Linked DNA regions of Mus musculus: regions 1 and 3 are each linked to region 2. A link is a contact called in public ChIA-PET and HiChIP or PLAC-seq data. All regions are on one chromosome and are shown on one strand. Each heading gives the region's core, a stretch centred on a gene start, on an enhancer-like site or on the middle of the called end of the contact. The rest is flanking DNA. Distances are from core to core; before and after follow the strand shown.

What was found. ChIA-PET counts read pairs in DNA pulled down with a chosen protein or histone mark. HiChIP or PLAC-seq counts read pairs in DNA pulled down with a chosen protein or histone mark.
Region 1: a contact with region 2 is called in an H3K4me3 HiChIP or PLAC-seq map of bone marrow-derived macrophages, with 7 times the contacts expected there. The contact joins the promoter of Aifm2 here to the promoter of Hk1 in region 2. A contact is called at or near these places in 1 of 484 Hi-C or Micro-C datasets (embryonic stem cells) and 2 of 115 datasets of contacts at active chromatin or transcription factors (bone marrow-derived macrophages and pancreatic cancer cells).
Region 3: a contact with region 2 is called in an RNA polymerase II ChIA-PET map of memory CD8 T cells, with 6 read pairs. The contact joins the promoter of 1700120B22Rik here to the promoter of Hk1 in region 2. A contact is called at or near these places in 1 of 484 Hi-C or Micro-C datasets (CD4 T cells) and 1 of 115 datasets of contacts at active chromatin or transcription factors (memory CD8 T cells).

The regions. Positions count from the first base shown.
Region 1 is chr10:61,713,199-61,716,512 of GRCm38.p6, forward strand. It overlaps Aifm2 (apoptosis-inducing factor, mitochondrion-associated 2), which reads left to right and starts at 2,065. Exons shown (of 10, transcript NM_001284300.1): 1 at 2,065-2,154.
Region 2 is chr10:62,338,545-62,341,824 of GRCm38.p6, forward strand. Hk1 (hexokinase 1) reads right to left here and starts at 1,877. Exons shown (of 18, transcript NM_001146100.1): 1 at 1,469-1,877. The coding sequence starts at 1,531. It overlaps Hk1os (hexokinase 1, opposite strand), which reads left to right and starts at 1,690. Exons shown (of 3, transcript NR_168630.1): 1 at 1,690-1,868.
Region 3 is chr10:63,242,647-63,245,838 of GRCm38.p6, forward strand. It overlaps 1700120B22Rik (RIKEN cDNA 1700120B22 gene), which reads right to left and starts at 1,507. Exons shown (of 2, transcript NR_166111.1): 1 at 1,241-1,507; 2 at 1-618. It overlaps Herc4 (hect domain and RLD 4), which reads left to right and starts at 1,151. Exons shown (of 25, transcript NM_026101.4): 1 at 1,151-1,517; 2 at 2,772-2,802; 3 at 3,176-3,192.

The sequences.
Region 1 (3,314 bases), core at 815-3,314, 630 kb before region 2:
GAACTCAACCTCTGGAAGAACAGTCAGTGCTCTTAACCACTGAGCCATCTCTCCAGCCCTACTTAATGTCTTCTAGACATGGTCCTGCCACAAAATCTTAATAGGATTGCTTAAACAAGGCCTGCAAATAATCACACCAGGTAACATGCTGTGCAGATGGGGAAATTTCATAAGGCCCCATCTCTAAAGTTAGCAGTTAGTGGCTTCAGAGAGAGAGAGAGAGAGAGAGAGAGAGAGAGAGAGAGAGAGAGAGAGGTTGATTATGAGGTTTCTCTAGGGAAACCTCATTCTGCTGACATTACCCATTCCCAGATGGTTACATGTTCATAAGGGAAATATGAAACGGACTTAGTGAAGGGAGGGGAGCTTGGAGGTGGCTCAGAACACCCCCAGGCACCAAAGGAGAGTTATTACCCCAGAAGATCAAATTGGTGGAGGGTGGGGAGCTGCCTGTGGATGGGACAAAGGCAGCAGCAGGTGTCTCTGAAGGACAGTTTTTAAGGAGAAAAAGGGGAAGTCTGTACTCAGATGAGTTGGTGAATCCTGACTGGACAGTTAGCCAGTGCAGCCAAATCATGAATTTTGATGGCTGGACCTTGGTGTTCAGTCTCAGAAATGAGTCAGAGGCCAGTTAGGGGAGCCGACCTTGCGGGGCTAGCTTTAGTAATGATCTAAGGATTTAGCCAGGAGAGGGAAGGGGAAAGGGTAAAAGCTGCTGGTACCATGTATGTCGTGCCTGGGCCTGTTGGAGCCCTTCAGGTAGCTTCTGTCTCTGTCTGTTTCTGTGTGTGCAACAGTAGCAATTATAGAAGACAGGATGGAAATGATGGAAATGTTCATGTGTGAAATTCTCATCAAAACAAGTGTTCAAAGCAAAACAAAACAACCAACCAAATAAAGAAATGCTACCTACTGCCTATGTATGTTTGAGACAGGGTCTCTCACTGTAGCCCAGGATATCCTTGAACTTGTAAACCTCCTTGTCTCAGCCTCCCCAGTGGCTGTGGGTACAAGCATGAGTTAGTACACCCTGCTCAGGTATGTACGTGACCTCACGGACACTTGCCTACTGCCCCTAGGGTAGGGGACAATATCTGCTTGGAGACAGATGCCCTATCGTTCCCCTATGTAGCTTCGAATGCTCTGGCTTTCCTATCTCTGGCATCCTTCTGTGACTTGGCACACATGCTTGCTTCTCTCCCTTGCTCAGGGCTGACTTCAGTATGGGAGAGAGGCCTGAATACTTTTTGATCTCCAAGCTTCCTTACAGCAGTAGGTGACAGGAGATGTGGTAGTGTTTTGTTTGTCTTCTTGTTGTTGTTGTTTTGTTTTGTAGGGTTTTTGAGACCTGGTTTCTCTGTGTAGCCCCTGGATGTCCTGGAACTTGCTCCGAGTTGGCCTCAAACTCAACAGACATCCTCCTGCCTCTGCCTCCCTAGTGCTGGGATTAAAGGCTGCACCACTGCAGTCTGTCAGCAGTGGTGGTTTGATGGCTTCATTTTTTTGACAGGATCTCAGGAAGTCCAAAGTGGACTCAGTAGCCAATTTCTAACCCTCTTGCCTCTACTTCCTAAATGCTAGGATTACAGGTATGCACCACCGTGCTCTGCTTCTGTGGGTAAGAAATCCAGGGCACTCAGGATAGGCAAACAGCTCCTGAGTCTTGTGTTAAACCCCTTCTTTCTCCAGGCTACCATATAACCAAAGGATATACCGGTTCCGCTCTCCATTTTAAAGCTCCAGTGCAGGACCAAAGACTGGGCGAACAGCAGGCGCTCAGTCCGTATGCACATGTGTGCAGATGGCAAAGCTAGTGTGTGTGTGTGTGTGTGTGTGTGTGTGTGTGTGTGTGTGTGTGTGTTTGTGTGTGTGTGTGTGTGTGTGTTGGGGAGGCTCTCGGTTGTCTCCCAGAAACCCCTGGCAAAACTAAGGCGCAGGATCTTGGCAGGCTGAGAGGCTAGCTAGGCTGCATCAGCGCTGGGAGTGTCCAAGTAGGGAGCGGCTGGTAGGCGGTCAAGGTCAGTTCCAGGGCAGCGGGAGGGGCGGGGCTCGGGGGCGGGGCTCGGGGCGGGGCTGCGACCCGGAGACAGTGATGGGCACGCCCCGACACGGGGCCTCAGCGCCGGAAGACGCGAGGACCAAGGACCGCTACAGGTGAGGTCACTGGGGATCCTTGTTCCCTCGCGCGGCGTGGGGTACACTAGGGGCATGACAGGGGCCGCGGAATTAGGAGGGGGCCGTTGCCTAGGATACTTAACGCCGGTCCGGAGGACCAGGTTCCTCGGGATTCATTGCTCCTCAATGTCCGCTAAATCTGTCCGGGAAGAACTTGGGGTCTTGGGAGGGGGAAGCAGGACGCGCAGGGGTAGCGGGGCAGGCGTGGCCTTGATCTTGGGAGGGTCTCAGACAGAAGGACTGAGGTGTCTGAGTGCAGCGGGAGACCCTTAGGAATCTCAGAGAAAGTGAGTAGGGTTACCCAGGGGTGCATTGGAGGCCTGCTTCACCCCGCCCCCCTGTGAAATAGGGGTTCTGTTAGAAAAAGCGAGACCAGCAATGACTGAATCCCCTTCTCTTCTCTCTCTCTCTCCCTCTCTCTCTTTCTCTCCTCCCCCTCTCTCTTTCCCTTTCCCACTCTCCCTCTCTCTTACTCTTTCTTCCTCCCTCCTCCCCCTCTTCCCAGGCACCCTGTTCTTTCCAAGACCACACACTCCACACATCCCCATAGCTCACTAAGATAATTTTGACCCTGGGATTTAGGGGTGTGGGGGGGGAATGCTCAGCTGTCTTAAGAGCTGAGGCCCCCGGGGGAGGACAGGTGTAGTTTGGAAAGAAACTTCCAGATCTCCCCACTCAGCACCTATGAACCAAGGCTAGCATCAGCTTCTAACATGAGCCTGTGTCCCCTGCCAACACACCCCAAGTGCTCAGCCACACTCTCAAGGGACTGCATGTCAACACTGGCCTAAGTCACCTCCTGTTCACTAGAGCTGGGCCTATCAAGTACTGTACAGCCAGTGGGCCTTGTCTGGAGGGAGATGCAGGTTGGCAATGGCCAGGGATGGGCAGGTCACTTGGGGTGTGTGTGTGTGTGTGTGTGTGTGTGTGTGTGTGTGTCTGAGTGCAGGAGTGTCTATGCCAAAGTGAGTGCTTCTTTTCCTTCTCCTCTTCATTCTATCAGCCAGTCCCTTTTAGCATGGGGTGTTTTTCAACGGTATATCTAGGGGTGCATTCCTCAGCAGCTGTCCCTAGAGTGCTCACTCTCAGCCTGGTCTTTGGTGTCCAAAGAGGGGAGCCATCGCCTCCCTTCCCCAGTG
Region 2 (3,280 bases), core at 627-3,126:
GGACTCTTGATTCGGGAGGCCTATCCTAAGTGCACTCTGCCCTCCTATCTTCCCTTTCCATGGGATAAGCATGTCCACCGCCATGGAAGAAACTCAAGCAATTACACGTGTTGATGCATAGCTCCCTGACATCAGGTCAGGGATGGGGGTGGGGGTGGGAGATTGACAGTGAAGCCCTTCAGCACCCTATTCCTGGTCCCTATTCAGGATAAGAGCTGCATCTCCAACAGTCTTGTCTCTCAGCACCTCCCCTTCAGCTGACACCCAGGGGGAGTCTTGGTCAAGTTCTCGAGTGGGAGGAGGGTCAGAGCCCCGCCCAGACTCCACCTCTAACCAGCTGTGTGACCTTCAGGAGGTCACAGTCCCCGGTAAGACTGCTTCTGAAGGTGCAGGATGAGAAGTCTCAGGCCAGGAAAGGACAGAGCCTAGTCACTGCCGCCTCTCACCTGTAGATAGTACCTCTTGTCCCAGTGTCTGTCAGGGTGATGATGCTATTAACCTATCCTAGGGTAGGTAAGGCATACCCATAGCACAAATAAAAATGTCCTAGGTGTTTTCCTAACCAACTTAGTCTATCTCAGGAAAAAAACATCCCGTCTTACTGATGGTGGCAGAAAAGTGAGGTACATCTTTAAGACCCACCAGCAGACGGCACTTTATACTAGATGAACATCACCCCTAGGACCCAGCGTCCATGTGCAAGAACTCACAAGTCACAAGGAACGAATGCCAACCCCTCCGAGCTCTTCAAGTGACTAAAGTGTCTTATTTGAGCTCCTAGGCTGAGACTGCCTGGAAATTACAGGTTTAGAGGAAGAAAAAATTCCATTCAGACGTGCGGTTCTCGACCTGAGGCCTATGAGCAAAGTTTCCGGTGGCCTCTGCTCCCCTCCCCTCACCGGAAAGCCAGGCGGGTCACCCCGTCCTCAGAGTAAGGAGCAGCTGCAACAGCTGGGGGAGCCCAGTGACAGTTTCAGGAGGGCATCGTATTCTCCAAATGGGAACCCCAAATATGGGATGCCTGGCTTCCAGCCAGCACCCCCGCCAGCTGCTCACTCACCTCCCCAGCCTATCTCGGCGATCACACCTTCCCCGCCCACGGCGCGCGTGGACCTTTCAAAACAGGCCTATAGACAGGCCAGCTGGTCCCCACCTAGACAGGTCTCAGCCCGGCACTGCGTGCGGGTACCCATCTGACATCCATGGTCCTTTTCAAGGACACTGCAGTATGCAATCCAGCCGTGGGAGGAAGGGGGGGGGTCTTCAGCCGGCCGCCCAGCTCCTCAAACCACAAGCACGCCCGCATGCCCACAATGCCCGGGTGAATCCCAGCATGAGGCCTGTCGCCTGCACCCTGTAGTCCAACTAGATGCTGTCTAGCCGGGAGAGGCCGGGGGGAGGATGCAGGCGGTGGCGAGCGGATGCGGGAATGCAAGGCTGTGGCCAGGGCGGCGCCGGCGGGGCTCACCTTTTTGACTTGGTCATCCTTCAGCTCGGTGAAGTAATATGCCAGTAGTTGCGCGGCGATCATGTTGACGGTGGGGGATGCGGAGAAGCAGGTGTGGGGCCAGTGGCTCCTCAGTAGCCCTGGTGAGCAGTGGTCCTCCAGCGGCGGATCCGCGACTCCACCTCCTCCTCCCTTGGCTCCTCCCCCTCAGTCCCTGGGCGGGGCGTCTGCCTGCTCTCTCCAGACCTCCGAGCTCCCGTCCCCGGGAGGGTGACAACCGCCAGCCGGCCCACCTCCTCAGTCCCCATTGGCTACAAGGCGCCACTGCCGCGCTATGGCTGGGGCTTCCCAGCCAGAGCAGGAGAATGACGGCCGCTCCCTCCCGCGCCGGAAAGGAGGCATCACCCTGCACGTTCCCCACGTAAGGAGCGCGCGGTCACGCGTGGTGGCACAGTGCCAAGCCAGAGTGGGTGGGGTGTGGGACACGATCTGGAGGGGACCAGAGGACAGATCCAGGACACCACAAACTGGAGAACGCGAACGGAGCCACACCCCTTCCTCGGAGATTAGGGCTCGTCCCCCACCCCTCCCATCCTCCCTGTTGGGGAAGCACACAAGTGGGCGTGGAAAGAGAGCGGAAGCCGAAACTAGGCGGCTTCACAGATCTTGCACTGGGTCCCTGTGCCTGCCTGCCATCGAGGATCCAAAATCTAAGGATGATGCTCGGAGTCCCACCACAGCCTGTCAGAGTTCACATAGCGAAACCCAAAGCGCCTGCCCCTGTGACATCATGTAAGAGCTCATGGTCCCCGAGTGGGAATTTTGGCCTATTCCCAGCCTGTCCCGATCCTCCCACCCTTCTCTAGCTCTTGGGCATCCGGGTTCTGGGAGGTTGGGGGTACTGTTCAGGACTCAGGTTGAGGGGAAATCGTATTTGTACCTTATGACAAGTAAGAACTCTGACATACAGAAGTGGCTCTGATTCTACAGGTGAGGAGTCTGAGGCAATGCGTTACAGTTGCTGCTCAGGAGTCGGGCAGGGTTTTCTTAGCTTCAGTGCTGGTGACCTGGCCGTTGTATGCAGTGTCTCTTACTTAAGCTTCCCTTGCAGGCCATGTTCCCATGACCAGGGCTGCAGCATCTGTCCTGAGGGAACTATAGAGGCTAACTTCTAGCCCACACCTGGGGGGCTAGGAGCCCATGCCTGGAACACCCCTCAAGTACCCCAGGACCCTTCCAGCCACCACTGCCCACTGAGAAAGAGGTGGTAGACCTGATACCTCTATCCAGGACACATCCCCACCCTGCCCAATGGCAGGTGCAGATGTGTCCTCAGTCACTTCTTTACCCCTAAGATGGAGCTGTAACTACTGATGTCTACACCCCATGATTTTTGTGAAAGAGCATAAACACTTGTGTCTAACAAATTAAGTGGGAAGTACTCTCATAGAATGAACTTGGGAGCCTACAGGTTAAAGTTTGGGGGGGGGGGCGCAACCTGTATATCGCCATTTCCAGGCCCAGGGAGGGCCTAACTGTTGTATTTAAATTATTTTCCTAATAGGATCTCCCCTCAAAAAGATTAGCATTTGAGGCCCACATAAATCTCAAACTAACACACACACACACACATATGCACAGGCGAACGCTACCAACATGGCCACCAGTGTCAGGACAAAATGGTTCTTCTAAGCTGCATTCGACTCTGCAAATGTAGTTCTGCCAGCCAGCTCTCAAGGCTGGGACATCTTTGAGGATGGAGGGTTGTTTTGTTTTCTCAGAGCTCTGTAGGTTGAATGGGCCATCTCTCTGCTCCCCGTGTTAGACTCACGG
Region 3 (3,192 bases), core at 257-2,756, 900 kb after region 2:
AAACTTAGCTTTAGTGCCATGCTTAGCTGGCTAAAGCACCCAGTAAAGCCATAACGCTGTGTAAAACTAACTACTATACAGTTTCAAAACTGCGTTTCAAGGTCTCTTTTTTTTAAAATGAGGCTGTCATTTTATTTACACCTATCCTCTGCTGGAAAGGTCTTGAGCTTCCTTCACTCTAAGCTAGCAGTACAGTTGTTTAGCATGGGACTACCCCCCGCCCCTCCCCACTTCTTCACGATTGACACACACTCAGAGATTGATAGCTACGGAGTTTCCTCCTAAGGATAAAGAGAGCATGGAACCTCTGTTTAAAAGGTTAAAATGTCAGCAAGCTACTCCATGCTCTTGGTCTTGGCGGCTTACCGAGCAAATCTTTTTCTTGTTCCAACAAATTGTCCTCCATTCATTCACTGGGTCCTTTTTTGAGACCACAACACACACAGATTTAGTATCAAGATGATGTTAAAATTGGCCTGTGAAATCTGGATTTCGTTTTCATGAAGCAGGAACTGTAGCTGTAAGCCCTGTTTTTCTCTGAGTGAAAGAGTTTGGGTAATTTAACCTCGTATCTTCCAAGAAGTTAGCTGAAAACGTGAGCCAACACTGTTCCGGAACCTGAAGCAAAGATGTTGACATTCAGTAAGATTAGACTAAGCCATTGCTCCATTGCTAGCAATATATCTTACATGTTCAAATTAGGTTCAGATGAGTTTAAGGGTTTAAAATGAGTCATCATCGGCTTTTCTAACCGTATTTGTGATGGTTTCGTCTGCTACTTCAAAACCAAAATTAGGAAAGGTAGAATAAAATTATGAAAAGGCTAAAACCCTCCAAGCAGAAAGACAAACCAAAATGAAATTTTCACTTGTCAACGCCGAAGCATTGTTAAAAACACACGGACAAGAACAAAAAAAAAAAAGAAGAAGAAGAAGAAGAGGAAGAAAGAAAATACATTTGACAGCTTCTAGCCCTAGCCGGCTGCATTAGCGTCTTAGAGCAGGGAACCGCAACACTGCGCAGGCTCCTGGATCAGACGAACCCTGGGAGGTCTCCCGCGCAGGCGCACGAATGGGGAAGTGGGCGGGGTCGCGCATGCTCCCCGGCTCACTTCCGGCCAGCCCCTCCCCTCCCCCCTCCCCCGCGAAACCACCGCCCCTCTCCCTTGTCGCCTGGCTCTCCCTCGTCGCCAGCCTCTCCCTCAGCTCTCTCCACCCCTCGTGGTCTCCGCCCTGCTCACCGCCAGCCCTTCCCCTCCCGCTCCATCCGGGTCGCTGACGGCTTGTCTCTCGGTCCGGAGAGTGCTGGCGGCAGCGTTTCTCGGAGGAGCCTGGGAAAGTTTCACGGGCGAGCCGGGCAGCAGAGGCAGCGGAGCTGCGGTCGGGGACGTCGGAGGAGCCGTGGTAATCGCCGCGGCCGGCTGAAGGAGGAAGGTCTTGGGAGCTGGAGAGCCGCCCAGAGGTCCAGGGAGCGTCCGTCCTCCATCGCTTAGGGCTCTCCCTGCCCTGAGAGACCCGGTGAGTCGTTGCCCCCCGTGGGTTCGGGGTAGTGTGACGGAGGCGAGCTCCGCTGGGGCCTTGGGGAAGGGCGCCAGCGTCCTCAACGTTTTCCGGGGCCGGAGTGGTGCACCGCCCTCGGGGAAAGGGTCTCCCTGGGGCCGAGGCCGTGGGGCTGAGCCCGGTGGGGTGAACCCTCTCCCCGGCTCGCCCATAGGTAGCTGCGGGAGTTTGGCTGGCCGGCCCGTGAGGCTGGGTGTGTGCAGACCATTCCTCTGCCCCGGGCCGCGGGAGCTGATCGTGAGGTGCATGGTCAGAGAAAGAGGAAACCAAACTGCCTTGCGTTCTCCTACCTGTTGCTGGCGAGAGAACGTCTTTCCCATACTGGTTCTGACTTTTTGGAGGAAAAAAAAAAGGGTACCCAAACGAAGCGCATTGAAATCGGAGCTATGTTCCTGTCTGATGCTAGCCTTGAAAACACAGAGAGAGAGATAGGGAAAGACAATGCAGAACTCTCTGGAACTTTCGAGTTTTGGTGTCCCAAACTTTTTCTGATAGGAGTGGAGTGAGACAGCTTCGGCACTTTCTAAATAAACATAAATGCAAGAAAATTATGTTTTGAAACCTCAGATTCAGCGAAAGGAATTTAGGTGATTTTGGACAGCAAGGATAAGACTGACTTCTATTAATGCTTCTTAATGCACCATGCTTTTTAAAGAAATGTAAAGGGTTTTTTTTTTTTTTTTAATGTTAATGGAGGATTCCCTCACTTGTTTGTGCACCATGCGTGCCCGTAGTGCAGGAAGCCAGTAGAGGGCGTAGGATTGATTCCCTGGGAGGAGTTACACACAGAGAGCAGCCATGTGGGTGCTGGGAATTGAATCAGGATCCTTTAAAAGAGACATCTCTCAGCCCCTTAATGTATGTCTTTCAAGCGCAGAAGTTATATAGATTTTCCTATCAAAAGTTAACCCTGCCTCCAACCTGGTCTTGTTTGGAAAAAAAACTCAGCAGTCCTGTGATTGTTTTTCATCTTTAAGTAATTTTCCTAGAGGTATGTATTATAATCACATTGATTTGGTTTTAAAATTAAATTAGTAGAGTGAGTTCTCGACCTTAGCATTTTGACTTATAAAATGGAGTCGATTGTTTGAAATTACGACTTGATAATTTCTAATTTTGTACATAGCTTATTAGTACAAATAATGAGAATAGTCTACTTTAAATTGTTATTTTTTTTCTAAAGTTCCATTATTGTTTTTATTTATGTTACAGATAAGAACTTCCATTTTCTGTTGATGTGGAGGTAGGTATCAGATTGTTCTGTGGGGGACTGGAAGATTATGTTTCTGCAGTTGGCTGGATACTTGCTTGTTTGGGCATTGGACACATGCCTTATTTACTGTTCTCATTAAATGTATGTAAACACGAAAACCTAATTTCATTAGAGTACTTATATAGCAGAGTTAAAGCCAGTTACTGTTTTAAGTTTTGCAAAGAATAGTAGAAGGTGATGTCATTTCCTAAACATTTGTATATGGCCCTTTAAAACTGAGAGAACTGACTGTCACCCCAAGCATATTATAAGTATTAAACAAGTGCAGTCCTCATTTTAGCTTAACACTCGATGAGAGAGCAGCTTGCTTTGAGGTCTTACTAACTTTTGTTTTTCTCCTCAGACATAGGGTACCTCCCA